Regions from separate parts of the Mus musculus genome. Here region 1 is linked to region 2. A link is a contact called in public ChIA-PET data. All regions are on one chromosome and are shown on one strand. Each heading gives the region's core, a stretch centred on a gene start, on an enhancer-like site or on the middle of the called end of the contact. The rest is flanking DNA. Distances are from core to core; before and after follow the strand shown. Region 1 holds the start of Dhx29 (DEAH (Asp-Glu-Ala-His) box polypeptide 29). Region 2 holds the start of Esm1 (endothelial cell-specific molecule 1).

Region 1 (2,700 bases), core at 4-2,503, 280 kb after region 2:
TCCTACCATGCTTTACAGGATTAACTTCTAGACAGCTTCTAATTTCAGCTCAACTATCACTTTTCATGACTCCTCACCATTGGGGGGAAAAAAACCGAAACAAAACACCCTGCTAAACACTCATGGGCATGCTCTCTCTCTCTCTGAAGCTTAACAACTATAAAGCACGACTGTCTGTGTGATTAGTAAATTAGATTCCTAAGCTGCTCTGGAGCGAAGGTTTCCATTTTTTTCGGTCTTATTATCACCAGTCAGATGCTTGGTATTTATGTATCAATAAGCACATATGCTTGCAAGTTTTTTGTTATAGAAAAAAATTACTGCAAGCAAACAGATCAAACAGAACAAAACAACATATAATTTTGATGTTTTTGAAACTAGCTGAAAGAGTGGCCGTAACTAATCACCTTCAAGTTATCAAATCAATCTGCAGGGTAAGCAAAAAAATGCAAGGATTTGACAAGCATAGAATTTTACTGTAAGTCAATCCAGTGTCCAATGTGTAAAGTGTGGTTATTCTTAGGAAACACTGACTTTTCTGGAACATACAAGGATATTTATGTAGATAGATGCTGAAGAAGACATTAAGATCTGACAGAACATGGAGCTGCATCAAGCCAGAAGCACTTCCCTTAACAACTCTCTTAACTAGCGGAGCGGCTGTTCTGACAGCTCAGAGTGGATTCCTGCTGAACAACAGCAGATGCCATGACTCCGTTCTTAGAAGGAGAAAGAAAAAAAAAAAAGAGTGAGTTAGAAAGGCGAAGCCACGCTGTAACAGAGTTACTTTTGTAACTTTAATGGCCAAAGGCCCTTAGACCGATCTACAAGGCCACCCCACCCACTGCTCAGGTGTGGAAGATGTCTAAGTTTGGATCTCATCAGCTCACGTTGTGAGTCTTTGCTGGACAAGAAGCAGGGTCTGAGGGCAGAAGGCTGGGCACTGGGTCAGGGCTTACCTTGCTTCACTCGGGGCTCCCGGGCGCCGGTGGGGACGGCGGGCGCCGGCCTGGCCACCGGCTTCTTGCTCTGGGCTTCCCCAACAGCTCCGGCCTCTGCACTTCTGGCTCTGGAAGCAGACACGGCGGCCCGCATCGCCGCAGCTCCCGGCGCCTTGTGTTTCTTATTTTTGCCGCCCATGTTTCAGCTGCAGGAGAGTAGTCTTCCAGATCCAGATCCCCGCTGCGGCACAGCAGAAGCCCGAGAGCTCTTCACGTTTGCCGGCTCCCACGCCTCCACCCAGCCTCCTCCATCCGGGCTCCGCGGCTGGGGCTCCGGCTCAATTGGCCCGTGTCCTCAGACTCCGCCTCTCGGCTCCCGGGAGCGAGCGGCATGGCTGCTGTCGTGCGCCACTGGTCGCTAAGTTTTTAGTCATTGAACTGCCGGACTCGCAGTGGTTGGAAGAGAAAAGGGGCAGGACCCAGACTAGAAAGGAGAAAAGTCACGCGGGGCTCAAGGCTCGCTCACTTTTGACTCCTCCGGGCCACCGTCGAGTCCCCCCATTCGGCGTCACTGTAGGGTACGGTCGCGGGGCCTCTTGGGTAGGAGGGAGATTCGGTCTCAGAGTTCCGAAAGATGGCGGATGCTTTCGGGGATGAGCTTTTCAGCGTTTTCGAGGATGATTCGACCTCTGCAGCAGGAGCCAAGAAAGACAAAGAGAAAGAGAAATGGAAGGGGCCACCAGGGTCTGCAGACAAGGCCGGGTAAGGAAAACCTCTGAGCTCTTTTTCTTCTCGTTCTTCTTGTTTTTGATGCCGGTAAAGGAAACACGACTCAGACGAGGAGCACAGAAAGTGTTTGAATGGAGTCAAGAGGCTAAGGAGATTGAGGGGAAAAAAAAAAAAAACCGTTGGGGAGAGAGGAAAGGTTGATTTTGCGGGAGGGAGGGCGGTCTCGGTGTTCGTGCCTGTCCGGCCGCAGCGTGGCTTCCTTAGGCCATGCTTTGGCTGTAACCCCAGCTTAGCAGGCCAGGTACGGCTTTGCTTGCGAGGCGGGGCTTGTCACCCACAAAACCTCTCACATAGTCTTTAAGCAGCGAGGCACTAGATGAGCCAAGGGGGAAGACATGTAGGGGGTTCTTAAACCGCGAAGGCAAATCGCTACCGAAGGAAGAGATTTAATCTCCAAGTTGTAGTTTTCCCAAAATAAATTAATAATAATAATAATAATAATAATAATAATAATAATAATAATAAAGTCAGATTCAGGATATCGCTATGTAAGTTGGGCAGCCCTCGAACTCGAGATCCTCTTATTTCAGGTCCTTAGGGTTGGAATTCCCAGAGTGCCCCTATGACACTCGGTCAAACTAGTTTTCTCTTCCGTTAGCGTTTTACACTTGATGATTGATTCGGTCCGTTATTACATGAGTAGTTGCAAAGTACTGGTTTAAAAAAAAAAAAAAGCTATGTCTTTCTGCTTCTTACCTGGAATCCAGTCATAAATTAATTAATTTAAAAAATCATTGCTCTAGGGCTGAGGACATGGCCAGTGTAAAAGACAGCTTTCTGTTTGAGAATGAGGACCTAGTTTCAAATCTCTAGTACCCACATAAAAAGTGTGAGCACTGTAACCCCAGCACAGTGGGGCACAGAGACAAAAATTGTTGGGCCTGGCTGGTTGCTAACTTAGCCTCTTGGTTGTATAAGTGAGAAACGCTGTCTCAAGGGAGTAATGTAGGATGCTGGAAGTCCTCTGGCC
Region 2 (2,700 bases), core at 159-2,658:
TATTACACAACTGGATACAGGAATGAGCACGCTGTTTTTTTTTTTTTTTTTTTTTTAACCATGATAGCATATTGTGATAAGATTATATAGCATCTATGTATGCAGACTTTTAAATAACCTTTTCTTTTATTTTTATTCATTTAAAAATATTAATTTAGTCACTAGGTTTGAAAATAAATTCCACAGACAAATCAAGGCATCATTTAGCTCTGGTTTCTGTCTTAATTATAATTTCACTTCTTTTCTTTAAATCTATAAAAGAGTCACCTTTTTTAAAAAAAACAGACTTTTAGGTTACTATTATTTCTGCTTGTCTTACAACATCTGCTACTTTCTGCCTAACAGAAACATTTTAAAAGTTAAGCTAGGCTTATTTTATACTTCAGGGGACCCTCTTGCAAGAGCATGAGTTATTTTGTTGCCTGACTTAAGCCCACCTTATGCCATAAAGCACATTAGTGCTCATCAGAAATACTTGAGCCTGAGTAAGGCACTCCTCCCGGTGAACTCTTTCAAGATCAAAGGCTGGTGAAATCTGGGGAGCTAGAAACAGCTTTAAGAGGTTATCTCAGGAGGACCTCTGGAATCATTGGCTTCCAGGGGAACAGACACCTTAAGCATTTGTAACAGGCTACCTGTCAGATTTCTAAAGCCTCTCAGAAAAAGAAGACACACAAGCTACCAACTGCAACTTCCCTTCTCAAATCTGAATGCATGCAGTGAACGGGATGCTGCAGCCCTTGTGACTTCTGCACGCTGCTTTCCAAACCTCCCGGCAGATATCCTTTTTCTCTCTATCAAGCACACCACCTGCATCCAAGCATCCTCCCTGGTTGTTCAGAGGAAGGAACACGCACCTCCTCAGGCTGACTAAATACCCTCCGGGAGCCCTGCACGGTGGGAAGCAAAGAGTCGCTCTTTACCTTTGCAGATACCAAACTCGTCACCAAAATCATCCTCCTCGCTGTAAAAGTGACACTTCAGCCCCGGACCACACTTGACCCCGTCCATGCCTGAGACTGTACGGTAGCAGGTTTCTCCAGGTCCCGCGGCGCACACCTGGCAGCAGCCACAGTCATCCAGCACTGTCCTCTTGCAACGCAGGCTGCTTCTGCACTCAGTTTTGTCACAATGTTCCGGGCAATCCACCGCATATTTGGCGCTCCAGGCCATGCCCAGGTGCAGAGGTACCAGGAGTGTGGTCAGCAGCAAGAGGCTCTTCATGTCTCGCAGCTGGCTCCTGCTCAGCTCCCTGCCGTCGTGGTCTTTGCTGGAGGGAAGCAGCCGTCCAAAGTAGTAGCTGAGCTTCAGCCTACACGGTTATGAGTTTTATACACTGTGTTGCCCGCATGCTTCCCCGTCATCAATTTCCTCAACCCAGCAGCAGCGCTGTGCTCTTGCCAGCCTCTCTTGTTTTAGTTTATGAAATCCAGGATGAAGGCTGGATTAACACGCTGCTGCCATCCAGGAATTGAAAAGCCCAAGCTGATGTCATCTGTTATGTTTAGATGGTTGTTTTGCATGAGGGCTGAAAAACTCTGCTCACATCCGTCTCAAAGACTCAAGGACATCTGAGAAGGGGGAATAACGAAGGTTGCATAGCATAGCCCCCTACTGCACAGGAATTGCTCTGACACCAACATAACACTTAGGATGTAGCTTTGTCTCAGAGTCCCTTAGCACGGAGGAGACTGACATAGACATAAATCAAGCCAGAAGCATCTATCAAGTAAATGATGATGATAATAATAGTAATAATAATAATAATAATAATAATAATAATAATAATAATAATTTGGCATTTTCCTCAATAAATAGCTATGAGATCATTTGGAAGAAGAAATAGTTATATATTGTGTTTTTTCAAGACTTAGAAGAAGGAAAATATTTGGATAGAAGCCTTTTAAAGACTTCTTCCTTCCTCACAAGTTCCTCCTCTGTTGTTATCTCTAAAGTATTTATGCTATCCATGTTCAAGTCTGTCCTTGCTGTTGCTGTGTTTAGTCAGATATGCTACAGCTTAGCATTTTTTTTTAATCAATAGAGAGAGAGAGAGAGAGAGAGAGAGAGAGAGAGAGAGAGAGAAGGTTGTCCCGGCATTGTTACTGAATTACTCAGTTCTGGAAAAACTTGTCAGTTGGACTGCTCCTGACCCAAACCCCCTGGCGAGAAGGCTCATCCATCACCAAGTCTGTGTGTCCAATGACTGCATCCACCCGGTCCTTCCTCTCACCTCCTGGCATCTATCGGAGCTCTTGCTTCAAACTTCCCAAACAAGGCAGTAAGCCCAAAGAAACAAGTGAGCCAGCAGGGAAATCGGAACACAGCTCCAGAAAGGCAAGTCATGGGGAAGGAAAAACATTACCCACCAGGAAACAAGGTCTTCATGCTATGGAGGGACACAGTGTGGCCCCACCAAGGAAAACAATAGTCCTCTCAAAGTATTGGCTGGCCCAGGACCTTGTGTAGCCAGGCTTGTGCAACAAGGGGATGCTAGATGTCAGAGCAGACAGAAAAGTCCTCACACTAATGCTGTGTTCCATTTTTAGCTCCCAACCCAATTTGTCAACAAAAAGATAAAGTCACTACCGACTGGTAAAGAAATGACCCAGCGAAGCGGGTAACTCCTGTCTGTCACAAACTGACTGTGGTGCATCCACAGAACTCCTCGTCTTCTGTTGAGAGCTCATGGCTTTAGAG

What was found. ChIA-PET counts read pairs in DNA pulled down with a chosen protein or histone mark.
Region 1: an RNA polymerase II ChIA-PET map of effector CD8 T cells shows a contact between it and region 2, with 36 read pairs. The contact joins the promoter of Dhx29 here to the promoter of Esm1 in region 2. A contact is called at or near these places in 2 of 39 promoter capture datasets (the 3T3-L1 cell line and hippocampal neurons), 3 of 115 datasets of contacts at active chromatin or transcription factors (the SCID.adh cell line, effector CD8 T cells and memory CD8 T cells) and 1 of 9 other capture datasets (adipose tissue).

Annotation. Positions count from the first base shown.
Region 1 is chr13:112,926,233-112,928,932 of GRCm38.p6, reverse strand. It overlaps Dhx29 (DEAH (Asp-Glu-Ala-His) box polypeptide 29), which reads right to left and starts at 1,253. Exons shown (of 27, transcript NM_172594.3): 1 at 960-1,253. The coding sequence starts at 1,140. It overlaps Mtrex (Mtr4 exosome RNA helicase), which reads left to right and starts at 1,553. Exons shown (of 27, transcript NM_028151.2): 1 at 1,553-1,703. The coding sequence starts at 1,576.
Region 2 is chr13:113,208,367-113,211,066 of GRCm38.p6, reverse strand. It overlaps Esm1 (endothelial cell-specific molecule 1), which reads right to left and starts at 1,408. Exons shown (of 3, transcript NM_023612.3): 1 at 924-1,408. The coding sequence starts at 1,224. The region is part of intron 2 of Gm41069 (a long non-coding RNA gene); the gene reads left to right.